Regions from separate parts of the Mus musculus genome. Here region 1 is linked to region 2. The links are chromatin contacts, called in public promoter capture Hi-C maps. All regions are on one chromosome and are shown on one strand. The core of a region is the stretch at or near the end of the contact, and the rest is flanking DNA. Distances in the headings are between cores, read along the strand shown. Region 1 overlaps Hspa4 (heat shock protein 4). Region 2 holds the start of Cdkl3 (cyclin-dependent kinase-like 3).

Region 1 (6,153 bases), core at 3,561-6,060, 1.3 Mb after region 2:
GTTGAGGGTGGCTTTTTGAAAGTCCTCATCCACTATGGCAGACACGTGGCTCTCCAGAAGTCAGCTATGCTACTGAGCTTATAACGAGCACCAGCTTTGACCCTTTCCCCATCCAGAAAGGGGAGTTGTGGAGTGAGTCCCAGAGCACTGGTGGCTATTCTTGTCGCCATTGAAAATACCGCATCTCTTTAGTCACGGAGAGGCACCTGGACTCCAGTCGCTGCTTCATTGAGAGACCAGGCACAGAGGCAAGGCCCATCACTCAAGCAAGGGCCTTTCCAGACCACTGCATGGGCCTCTTGATGTTTCAGATACTATAAAACCTCCTGTGAAAGCTACTCTTGATTATCAACCTAACGGAATTTAGAACCCCCTAGGAGGCACACCAATATGTACCTGTGAAAATATTTCCCTGAGGTTTAACTCAAGAGGGAAGACCTGCCCCAGAGCAAGCAGAACCATGCCATGGGCCAGGGCCCTGAACTGAACGGAAAGGGGGCAGAGTGGGGTGACCCATGACTCAGCTCTGCTTCCTGCATGCTCTCATCACCCCACCCGCACCAGGATGGACTTGTGCCCTCAAACTGTGAGCCATCAAAGTCCTTCCTTAATTGTATTGCTTTTGTTAGGTACTTGTATGAGCAACAACAACAACAACAACAATAAAAGTAATACACAGTAATACTCCTTCCACTGGAATAGCTAACAGATGCCCTTGAGCTGGATACGCCTTCTGATCCAGCTCACCCTGCAAATATCTGACTAGTGTTTGTCCTGGGAGCTGAGCCACAGCTTCCCCTCTGCAAGCACTAGCCAAACAAATAGTAGGCTGATATTGCTTTAAAGTATAAGGAGGGGTTTTAAGATTTATCATTTTTAAGTGTGTGTGTATGTGCAAGCAAATGCAGTTGCCTGCAGAGACCAGAGGTTTCCAATTCTCTGGAGCTGGAATTACAGACGGCCCATTATGAGCACTGAGAGCTGAACTCAGTCCTCTGCAAGATCAGCAAGCACTCTTAACTGCTGAGCTGTCTTTCCAATCCCAATTTTAAAGTAAGTTTTTTAGTTCAGGTAGAAAACAAAGCAGAACAATGTGAGTCCTGCAGCAGTGGTGGAAAAAAGCCTGCTAACTGGAGATAAGAAAAGCAGTCGTGCTGCTCTCTCTTCCTCCATTGATCCAGGACTCCAAATTTTTAACAGGCACCCAGCCCTGTATGGATTTAAGTCTCTGCACAGCTCATGAAAGGGCCCAAGACAAATACAGCTTTCTATAGTGTCTGACTCTGAGTGTTGGACTTGAATTTTGCAAATCCCACTGAGTAACTGGAAGCAAATATCCCTCTATTCTCTCTTCCTGAATGCATGCGCCAGAACTGGACAGCAAGGTTATGGCCAGCCCGTGATTGCCCTTGGGTATTGCACAGATCTGGGAAGCATGTCTGTATTGTTAACATTGCCTAGGTCCCTTCTTTCCCTGATCCCCCAGAAAAGCACACCTTCCTGCTTTCTGTCTTGCTTCCTGGGCTGATGCCTGGCTAGTGGATACATGCCCTGTGGTGAGGCAATAGGGTTGAAGTAGTGAGCCCTTTACTGCCATGGCATGGGTCCTATGTAGGGAGAAGTCAGACGCTGGTTGGTTGAAACTTACCTTTATGGACCATGCTGGCCTCAGATTCCGCACACCCCTCCTTCTTACAGTTCTTACAGCAGCCTCTGCTTCAAACAGCAGCATCCAGTGCACAAGGGCAGTTGTGTTTCAGGTCTGTGAGGGTCATGTCCTGGGCTTGTCCCCAGCCAGAGCCATCCAAGAAATGTACTGGCAAACCATGAGTGAAGAAGAGTGGTGAGAACCATCCTCATTTAATTCTAGACCATGGGCACAGGACACCGCCCAGCCTGCCAACTGATCCCGTTTCCAGCAGGCTGAGAGTGCCTGGGAACTCGTGGGTTCTCTGAACCCAAGCTCCTTAGGGGCTCAACCAGCTCCCACCTTCTGGAACACTCCTGAAGCATCTAGACCTACTAGCCATTCCATTTCTCATGGTTGAACTCCCTCTTCCCAACCTTCTGTTCTAGAAGGTTCTACTTCCTTTCTGGACACTTCTAAATATATCCAGGACAGCCCCAGCCCTGAGGATTCCTTCCACAGCTACCTGGAACTACAACAGTTTTCTCTATCCTCTACAACCTTTACAACCAGCAGCTGACCTACCATGACCCCAACAGACCTAAAGTTCCACATCTATTTTAGAATTAAGGCCTTAAAGTCATTTATCCATTGCTTACTTATTCTGGAGCATCCCACTGTAGTGCAGACCAGCCTCAAACTCACACACACATAGGCAGATCCTGAACTGTGATCCTCCATCCTTCCACTCTCTACTCCATGAGCGCTGCGATTACAGACATGCACCATCATGCTGGCTCCAACTAAGCTGTAACTCCAGCTCAGGGTCTTTCTCTTCACTTTTGTTTTTGCTTGTTTTGCCGAGACAAGGTTATCACTGTGCCCTTGGCTGACCTGAAACTCACTGCACAGACCAGAGTGGTCTTGAGATCCATCTGCCTCTGTCTCCCATGCCATTCTGTTTAAAACAATTTTAGGTCAAGCATTGTGGCTTTAATCCCAGCCACTCGGGAGACAGGCAGGGAAGGGAGATGAGCTTGAGGATAAAATGTGGCTTACAGTAGAGCACTTGCCTGCTATGTGTGAGCCTTAGGTTTCATCTTCAGCAATGAGACAATGAAAAGTCAACCAGACTTCTAACCTGCCACTTCTTGCCTTGTCACTTATTCCCCTAAAAGCAACTGCCAGTTTTTCACCATAGGCATAAGCTGGAGCCACACTGAAATCCTTCCCCCTCCTTCAGGTACATCTTGGCTCCTTGTAAAACTCAGCCACTGGTAAACAGATCTAAGTAGTCACCCAGGCCCTTTCTACCACTTTCCTTACACAAGTCACCTGGTTCTTCATGCCTCCAGATTCTGACAGGGTTTTACACACACACACACACACACACACACACACACACACACACACACACACACACACACACACACACACACACACACACACACACAGAGCAAAGTGACCGCAGTGGACAATTTGACATCAGTCATTGCTTTACTCCCACCCTCACAGTCCCCACAGCCCCACGCAGGGGCACTGCTGACCATGCCACCCGATGCCGTAGAACAGCTATGGCCAGGCCCACCCCAACCTCTCCAAAAAGCATAGCCCAAGGCATGACCTGAGGCTGGGTGTGGCAATACATACCTTTAATCCCACCCTGGGGAGGCAGCAGCAAGCAGATCTGAATCTGAGGCCAGCATGGTCCATAAAGGTGAGTTTCAACCAACCAGCGTCTGACTTCTCCCTACATAGGACCCATGCCATGGCAGTAAAGGGCTCACTACTTCAACCCTATTGCCTCACCACAGGGCATGTCCCCAACTAGCCAGGCATCAGTTCCTAGCAGATTCTGGCCCTACTCAGTCCTGGCACTTATGTTAATACTCTGTGCCATCTACCTTCTACCATCAAATCTAAAGGCCAGCCTCGCAGAAGATTACTATACCAAGAACACTGGATTGCTATTCTCAGGGGCAGAGGGCTCCAAAATAAGCACACAGGCAAGCAGCTAAGGCAGGATGATGGACTGCATTCAGGCCAGCTTATTCTGTTGACAGTCTCCCCCAGCCTGCCCCTACCCACCCACCCACATATATAACTACTCAAGTAAGTCCCCTACACACACACACACACACACACACACACACACACACAAACAGCCCACTTAAGAAAATTAAGAAAACCATTCAAGTTAAGACAGGTTTCTTTTATTAGTTTTTCCTAAACTTTGTCTCATGTTAACTGTTTTTCTTAGTGTAAGAATGTGACCTAGAGTTTTTAACAAACCAGTTTGGATAATGCAACCCGGATAAACACTTGTTTGCACACAAGTCATCAGTTGCCATCTGGCCAGCCTCCACATACATCCAATCGGTCTACAGACATAGCAGAAGCAGACCATCTGATTTCTAGCTTTTAATCTTAAACTTCAAATTCACCCCCATCCCAGCACCCAAACCCTCCCACCCCCACCCCCACACACAAATGTTTATGAGTTCTTCATTAAGGACAGTCAGTTGCATAAGAGCTGGCTTAATCCTGCAGCCTGCATTTGAAAAAGCTCTTGGCCTCAGAGCAAGGCCAGTGGGAACTCTTACAGCACTCAAGGAAGCAGAGCATACATTTGGCCTGGGGTTCCAGGCCTGTACTGAGCGGGAGTCCAGCTGCTCACATAAGCATGCATTCCTTCCTTTCCAACTGCCTCTAGAGCACTTGAGAGCTATAGCACTTCCTGTGTGGACAGACAGATGCATAGTGATTCTAACTATGCATGGTTGAACCCTATTTCCAACAAGCAAAAATAAACAGAGGCTCTGTTACAGAGATCAGCGATTACAAAGACCCAGAACATAACCGACACTTGTAACTAAGGCAGGTAACCAGCTCTGACCTCTACTGCAGGCATCCACCCTTGTTTGCAGAACATCTCTTTCCTGTAGACTGGCCCCAGGAGTATGTGGTGCCCTGACACTGGCTTCAGTCGGCAATGAGGTGTTCTTGTGACCTTGGGCACCTTGTCTTTTATACCAATTTCAGACTTGTCCAGGGCAACGCAGTGCAATAGCTTTACAATCTGTCAGCTGTTTTAACATACAGATTGGCAGATTCAAGACACATTAACACAAAAGATACCAAACAAAGAGCCTCGAACTCTCATCCTGTCCCATTCAAACTTCTAATTTACATACATCTACCACCACTCGAGCGGGTCAGGGTACAAATCTTTCCACCATACTAAGGATGGACTGCTCAGATTTACCATGCCTACACCCAACTGTGTTATTTACAACCCAACCTTAAGGTTAAACTACACTTTGATGCTTCAGTATTAGTGAATGTACTTTTAGGAAGTACAGGAAAGCAGAGTCCCTTGACACACTAAAGCTCGCTCTAAGTGAAGAGGGCACATAGCATTTATACTGCTTAAGGATGGAGGAGGAAGACTGGGCTGGGGATAGAGGGATGAGAGCAGGCTCTGCTGCGCTCTGCACTCTCCTAGTGTTAATCCATGCTTGGCCATCCTGACCCTCAGAAATGGAGAAAGCACCAGCCCCACAACCCCACAGGCAGAGAATGCTGGTGGTGATCTCCACCTAGACCTTCCAAGGCGTAATACGAACTTCTGTCATGTATAAGGAAAAGCCTGCCTGGTGGCTGTCGCGGCTTTTGTTAGAGCTCAGTTTCCCCAAACACACTTCACCTTGTAGAAGCATGATTAAAACAAGGATGGAGGCGAGAGCTCAGATAGACTAGCTGGGCTCTTAAACAGGACCGTAATGAAGAGAGAACAGTGCACTTCATCTCTGGATCTAACTATTTAGAAGTCAAAATGCTCTGTATATTACCTATATACCCCACCCCCGAGGTCCCCTAAAAACTGACTAAGAAATCTCCAGTATTTGCTTGCTCTAGTTGATATTCAGAACAAAGTTGACAACTTAAAGCTTTATAATAGTCTGTTTTAATATAAACAAGTGTTGGAATCAATCAATGTCCATCTCAGGAAGCTTCTTGTCGCCATCAGAAGGCACAGCTGTGTCTGCACCGTGCTCAGCAGCCTGGGAGCCTGGGTTGTCTCCTTGGCCATCCACTGGTCCATTCTGCTCAGCATGTTTTGGTTCCTCCTTTGGGGGTTCCACTTTGGGTTTGGGTTTTGAAATTATAGGACTGCAAATACTTGTCAGCTCCTAGAATGGTAAAGAAAACTATAGTTTCTTATAAATGAAACAAATTTTATATGACATGCTAAGTAAACCCCAATACCTAAGCCATAATGAAATCCCAACTGTTAATAACAAAGAGCTGCTAAGAAATGTCCAGGGCCCGGCATGGTGGCACACGCCTTTAATTCAGGCAGAGGCAGAGAGACAGAGGCAGATGGATTTCTGAGTTCAAGGCCAGCCTGGTCTACAGAGTGAGTTCTAGGAGAGCCAGGGCTATACAGAGAAACCCTGTCTCAAAAAAAAAAAAAAGAAAGAAAGAGAGAGAGAGAGAGAGAGAGAGAGAGAGAGAGAGAGAGG
Region 2 (6,847 bases), core at 3,182-5,681:
CGGACCTCGCGCAGCAGACCCCACCCTCACCACTGCAGAAAGGGAGAGATTTGGGGCAGTATTCACCCCAACCTCTCACTACCAACAGGAGATCACGGGGCCCTGTAACAAAGCTGGACTGGTCCGCCAGGCGAGGCCGGAGCCTCAGGAGCAGCTCACTCGCACCACCTGGGGAGGGGACACTGCAGGGTGCAGAGGCGGGAGGTGAAGCGTCTGCATCTGCCCTAGGTGGGCCTCTGGGACACCTAGGCCCAGCGATGGCCACCTTCCTACTTTTGGGGGGGAAGGGCAGGAGGCTGTAGTACCGACCATCTTTACTCCAGACAGAGGGAGGTATGAAGCGAGGGAGTAAGAGCCACCGGGAAGCCGGGACTGCCGTGGGTCCCGCAGGCCCACTGCCCGCCTCCTCAGGGTCACCAGGAGGAAGATATCCGGAATCCCCGCCCTACAGTCCATGGCTTCGGGAAGAGGCCGTCATATTGGGCTAAGACGAGGGCCCTTACCGCTTGAAATCCCGCATGAGCCTCCTACGGGCCGGGGTCGACATGCTCCGCAGCTGCCCCGCGGTCAGTCTGAAAGAAAAGAGTCCCGTTCAGCCCCCCCACCCCCCGGCGCAGCGGCCGAATCACTGTGGGTCGCCGCCGCCACCGAGACTGCACAAACAACCCTGCAATGACGTCTCCCTCCGCCGCCTCCAGATCCCTCCGCCCTCCGCCAGTACCACCGCGGGAGGGGGGAGAGGGGGCGGGGCGAGCGGGCGCGCGCGCCGCACCGGAGGGGCAGAAGGCGGCCTTCCGGGCTTGTTGCTTGCGGGCAACTACGGAGGATCCGCTCCGTGCTCACGCTGAACACGGCCCGGCCCAACGCCCTCGGAGCCCACACGCTACCTCGCCTCGCTCCCCCCGTCGCTAGTTTCAAGTTCGGCCGGACGGGGAGAGAGTGGTGCATCCGGAGCCTGAGATTTCGGAGGAGAGGAGGTGGGGGGGGGGGTGACGTCAAGTCACGTGACCGCCAGCGCCGCTGTCAACAATCCACCCCTGAGGGGGAGGGAGCGAAGTATCTAGAACCACGTGTGCCTGTGACGCCATCAGAGCAGGTCACGTGATGGCCTAGCCTGGCTCTGGTTTCAGGTCTAACAAAGCAGGTCCTTGAGTATAAGGAGTTGACACCTCTAGTCATACATTATTCTTTTGGTCCCAAAGTACTGGGGCTTTGCAAAAGGAGACATTGTGGAAGGAGCCGCTTGCATTCTGAGTCTTTTAAAACGGAACAACAAAAAAAAAATCTGGACTTAATTCTGTGTTTCAAGTGGCTTAGCAACTCTGGTACGTGGGACAGGTACTGAAAGTGTGGCAAAGCCTTGTAATGAACGGCTTTGAATGCTAGGTCGGTGCAAATGAGATGGGATTAAGGGCATTTGCATCAATAGCCTGTTCCTGCTAATGGAATTTCCATACTTAGAATTTATACAGAAATGAGAGTGGAATAGATTGCCCAAACCTTAAAGACTCCATCTATGGAGTCTTTGAATTGGAATCTGTGAATTTGCCTGCGGTGGGGCACAATTGTGTTTTTCAAGAAGTGAGTGGGTGTGATTTTAGAGCATATCAATGCTGCTGGTTGTCAAAGAAACCTACAAAAATGATTCAGATCAGGGGAGAGATCCTGCAGACATGGGTGGGAGTTAGAGCTCGACTCTGAGGTAACTCATTACAAGCTTTATACAATAGCAAAGAGGGACCAAATGGACCGGAAGTGCGGTGTGGGGGGTTGATTCATAGCCGATTCCCGAAGCATTGACCACCACAGCCCCCAGCTGGCTCCTGGAATTTCCGTGCTCAGCTTCTAGCCCTGTATTGGGGATTTGTTAGTTCTAGGGACCGGAACAGTGTAGTAGATGCGGAATTCTTTAACTCAAGAAGGGGGAAGCGCATGAGACTCCACTGCTCACTCTTTCACATGGTTCCATGAAACCAGGAAGGGTTAACCTTTTTCACTGTCCTTATCCCTTCTTCCTTCAAACAATTCTCTTGATTTAAAATGACCTTGAGAACCCAGCGTCTTGGTGCATCCTGCCAATCCCACCATTCGGAGAGTGGAAAGGATCAGGAGTATAAGGCTAGCCTCAGTGAAGCAGGATGGTAGCCACCCTAGGCAGCCTGAGCGTCTCATCCCTCCCCGCCAAAAAGTAACCTTGAGGATTGTCAGGTATGTCTTACTCTTGATAGCCGCTGCTGTGTCCTCACAATGTGACTAAGCTAAAAGTTAAATATTCTTACCTTTACGTTTCTTCTCTTTGAGTTATTCCGTAGAACCCCAGGGCCTTAGGTAGCCCTGTAAAATGTTATTGAAAAGGATGCAGCGCACAAGCACAACTCCAGCACTGGGTAGACAGGGGACTAGAGGTCTGCAAATTCCACCGCACCTAGAGTTGGGAGAGACCTTGTCTTGGGGGAAAACAGGCTTTTTAAATCCCCTGGGCCGGTAACAAGTGCCTGGGCTTTTTTAAATTTCCGTCCAGCCATACCAATGTTAATCTTCCTCATGATCAAGAAATACATAGAGTGAAATGGCAGACGCTTTTTAAAAATCTCATTCTGTTGCTTATCTAGCAATTTATTACTTTAAAAAATGGACGGGATAGTTTTTAATATCCAAAATGAAATGTTTTGATAAATTGAATGCTTCCCAAAAATATAGAGAGCAGAATGTTAACAAAATTCACACAATTTCATGGCCAGGTGGCTTGCTGGAAACCTACAACCGCAGTCTTAGAACTATAATTTCACTTATTAAAACAGGGTAACTTGCTATGTAGACCAGGCTGGCCCCAATCTCACATAGTTCTGACTTCCTCTCTCCTGAGTGCTGGGGTTAGGAGTTAGTTTGTGATGACAGGGGCTCACTAATTCATGCTTTGCTCCTTGCAAATATTTAGTTCATAACAAATCTTAAGTAAACATATAGCAGGTCTCACAACATTCTTATTTATAGGAAAAAGAAAAATCCAAGCCAAGTGCCCAGCCCTCCTAACTCTCAAGCTCCAAAGCCAGGCTCTAGCAGTTAGTAGCAAAATTGCAAAAATGGAAATGCGTCTAAACTGTTTCTCTGTGTAGCCCTGGCCGTCCTGGAACTCGCCTGCCTCTGCCTCCCAAGTGCTGGGATTAAAGGCGTGAGCTACCACGCCCGGCTGTTTTTTGTTTGTTTGTTGTTTTTTAAGATTTTTTTTTTTTTTTTTTTTTTTTACAAATACACTGTAGCTGTCTTCAGACACACCAGAAGAGGGCATCAGATCCCATTACAGATGCTTGTGAGTAACCATGTGGTTGCTGGGAACTGAATTCAGGACCTCTGGAGTAGTAGTCAGTAATCCTAACCGCTGAGCCATCTCTCCAGCCCTAAACTGTTTTTTGTTTTTGTTTTTAAAAAAGCAAACTAGTTTCTTTTTTACACTACTCAGCACACTCGTTGTGCACATTCATTTGTGTGTATAGGTCACAAGACAACTTGGAGGAGTTGGTTCATTTTCCACCACGTAGGTCCAAGAAATTGAACTCTACACTTTGGGCTTCGTAGCCTTTTCCTACTGAGCCATCTCGATGACCTACTTTTGCTATTACAGTTAAATCAAGATCTGTAAAAATGGAGCCCTTTTAAAAGCTCTGCGGGCTATTTAAAAGTACATCCCTAGGCGTCCTTGTACTTACTCAGCCTGTGGCAGAGTCCGGTGAATTATTTTGTTTTCCTAAAAAGTTTTGCGTTTCACACGTCATGAGAAAACTTTAAAAGTACTGCTAGGGCTGGATATGATGGCACTCAGCACAGCACTCTAAGCAGGCAGATAATCTTGGGAGTTTGAGGCCAGCCTGGAAGTATACATTGTGAGTCCCAGGCTACCCGGAGCTATATAGTAGCCCTTGTCTCAAAACAAAAAGGGATCACTAGTAGGTAGAAAGCAGTAGTAATTGGGAAACTGAAAATGTGTACAGAAATGGTGTTAGAAATAAGTCAGAGGAGTAGTGAACGCTGAGTATGTGGCTTACTACCGAGCTAAGCCCTCTATCCAAAAACGATCTTGTCCCCGGTTTAAGGATTATGTCGACTTTGAGGTCGAAATCGGTTGCATGGAATAGTAACGAAGCACTGGCAAACTGTAGCCCCATAAGTGTTCCGTAGATCCAATTATCTCCGTCAACCTCCTAGAACCGGGCACAAGTAAGGGACCAGTAACCACCCAGGTGACAAAACGCTCTCTTGCCGGGCGAAAGCCTCCAGGCGTTCATTCTGCTATAAAATGCCCCGCTCTCCCTCATCCCCACCCCCCACCCCCACCCCCACCTGCAAGCACGCGGGCCTCCTACGTCCCTCCCCCTTCCCCTTGGGTCTATCTTCCGCTTCGTGTCACTTTCCCTTCCGGGTCAGGACCTCAGCAATTTCCAGTCTTGCGTACTGTGCTCGGAACGCGGCAGTGCCCCGCCCTCACCCCGTTGCCAGGGCGTCCGGCTGCCCCGAGCCGGCAAGGTCGGCCAGGAGAGGAGGTGTGGTGTCCCGGGCCGGCTGGGACTTGCACGCAGCCGGGCCGGCGGGACTACAGGATGGGCTGAGGCGGCGGTGGTTCTCAGGACGAGGTCGACAGCGCGGCGAGACGGGCCACTCGGGTTGGGGCTGCACAGACTGCGTGTTTGAGGAGAGGGCAGGACGTATGGGTGACTAGTGCTGAGGTGGGAGTCCCCACGCTTGGTGGACCGTGGCTCCTAACAAGGGACCCGCAGTGTTGTTAGCGGGACTTTTTAGTTTGGCTTCCATTGTTCCTGAAAGGGGACCTCAAATTGTAAATCCCGTATTCTAAAAGGATGCCTGAGTTAAACGCATATCAGACCTCTTTTATTTCTCAATCCCGGTCTACACAAAATGCTAGATTAATGAAGGACATCCTGCGTTCTGGTGAAAGTTGGAGCTTCTTAGACAATTTAAGAGTTCCCTCGAGCAGGCTCTGCTGTAGCCGGCACTCCTAGTTTTTGTTCTTATATCCGAAAGTAGGGGATTATCTCTAAGCATTATAGAGCTTGTATAATTGAAAGTGTGAACGTTTAACGTTTTCTTTCTTTATTTCTGTGAAGTAGAAGCCAGGCTTGAAAATGGAGATGTATGAAACCCTTGGAAAAGTGGGAGAGGGAAGTTATGGAACGGTCATGAAATGCAAACATAAGGACACTGGGCGAATAGTGGCCATTAAGATTTTCTATGAGAAACCAGAAAAATCTGTCAACAAAATTGCAACGAGAGAAATAAAGTTTCTAAAGGTTTGCTTCTTTTGCCTTTTATTATATATATTTTTTCTTGTTTTCCCATTGGGACCTATCTTGCTATGCAGCCCAGGCTGTCTTGAAATGCTTTATTTTTTTCCAGGGCTAAGATTTACAGGCCTACATTGAAACACCCATCTTCTTTTTCCTTGATTATTTAAGTCAAAAGAGAAATTGTTATGGGATAAAAATAAAATATATGAAAGAATGTTTCCATTAACAGATAAACTAAGACCTGTCATAGAGAAACCCTCATTGTCTACAATCTGTACTTTTTTATTGATATAAGATTGTGTGCTTGTGTATAACAATTATGCTAGTATTGTAAAATCATTCAAAACTATTCAAGTATAATACTTAGTAAGGATGTCTGCTTTGTACAAGGGATTGTGGAAAACGATGAGAGTAGGAAGAAGGAAAAAAAATTTTTTTTGCCAGGTATTGGGGTGCAAACCTTTAATTCCAGTACTGGAGAGTCAGAGACAGGTAGATCTCTGAGATTAAGGCCAGCTTGGTCTGCAGAGTGAGTTCTAGGACAGCCAAGGCTGTTAAACAAAGAAAACCTGTCTTGAAGAAAAAAAAAATGTTCCTTAGTGGCATAACTATGCAGGAGGGTATAGTAAAATAACCCTGAATAAGAGTGGTTCACGCTGAGCCAGAGAGATGGCTCTGTGGTTAAAAGCACTTCCTAGACTAGAGTCATTTCCTAGCACCCCACATCAGCAGGTTCACAACTGCCTGTAACTCCAGCTCCCAGGGATCCTGTACCTACTTCTGGTTTCCAGAGACACCTGCAGGCATGTGCATACAATCACATACCCACACAGGCTTTTTTGTTCATTTGTTGTTTATTTAATGGTTAATATTAAATCCCACCAATTCCCGTTTGATGGGGAAGGATTTTGTTTGTTTGGTTGGTTTGTTTTGTTTTGTTTTAAACAGAAAATAGGGTATGTACTTGTCCTTGAATGATGTACAGCAGTGGGATAGGATGGAGATACTTCCAGGTTAGGGGAACAGCAGTAAGGTCAGAAAGACTAAAACAGGACAGCAAGAATGGGAAGAAGAAGAGCAGATACTTGCTCTATGAGTTTCCTGTATAGAATTAGAAAGAAGTGTGATTAAAGTGTAGTAAATTGGAAACAGAAAGTGTTTTAGTCTAAGAAGTCAAAACTTGGTTTGGGGGCTTGCTAGTATCATGAGGCCGTTAAAGAGTCAGAGATGCCCTGAAGTCCAGAGAACACTGCAGTTGATGTGAGTTGGAAGAGAGGTTGAGAACTAGCTCAGTTGTGGAAATGTTGACTTGGAGGTGACAGGGATCTGTAACTGAAGGCTATTAAGCTTTTACAAGCAGCAACAGTATCGTATCGGGGAGCTCCAGGCACTGCAGGGGTGCTGGGTCTACCAGACCAAAGAGCTGAGGCAGTCAAAAGAACATGCACGTTCCTAGGAGAGTCCAGAGCTAGAGACTGAAACAAACCAAACAAAACCCGACTCTTTTCTATTTGCTTCTACACTCTCTCCTATGTTATCTGCAGTCT

Evidence for each region. Promoter capture Hi-C pulls out the DNA fragments that hold promoters and counts their contacts.
Region 1: a contact with region 2 is called in a promoter capture Hi-C map of embryonic stem cells, with 4 times the contacts expected there. The contact joins the enhancer-like site here to the promoter of Cdkl3 in region 2. A contact is called at or near these places in 9 of 39 promoter capture datasets (the 3T3-L1 cell line, 3T3-L1-derived adipocytes, the HPC-7 cell line and 5 more) and 1 of 115 datasets of contacts at active chromatin or transcription factors (T-cell acute lymphoblastic leukemia).

Annotation. Positions count from the first base shown.
Region 1 is chr11:53,255,996-53,262,148 of GRCm38.p6, forward strand. It overlaps Hspa4 (heat shock protein 4), which reads right to left. Exons shown (of 19, transcript NM_008300.3): 19 at 3,819-5,820. The coding sequence ends at 5,617. Among named protein-coding and RNA genes, the nearest start is that of Hspa4, 41 kb to the right of the region's middle. Within about 2 kb of position 4,811, at least 19 of the 459 cell types and tissues checked have an H3K27ac peak or open chromatin away from gene starts, as enhancers often do. A contact at or near this core is called in embryonic stem cells, where this site is marked.
Region 2 is chr11:51,999,790-52,006,636 of GRCm38.p6, forward strand. It overlaps Cdkl3 (cyclin-dependent kinase-like 3), which reads left to right and starts at 4,432. Exons shown (of 14, transcript NM_001166654.1): 1 at 4,432-4,721; 2 at 5,124-5,303. The coding sequence starts at 5,139. It overlaps Ube2b (ubiquitin-conjugating enzyme E2B), which reads right to left and starts at 702. Exons shown (of 6, transcript NM_009458.5): 1 at 504-702. The coding sequence starts at 547.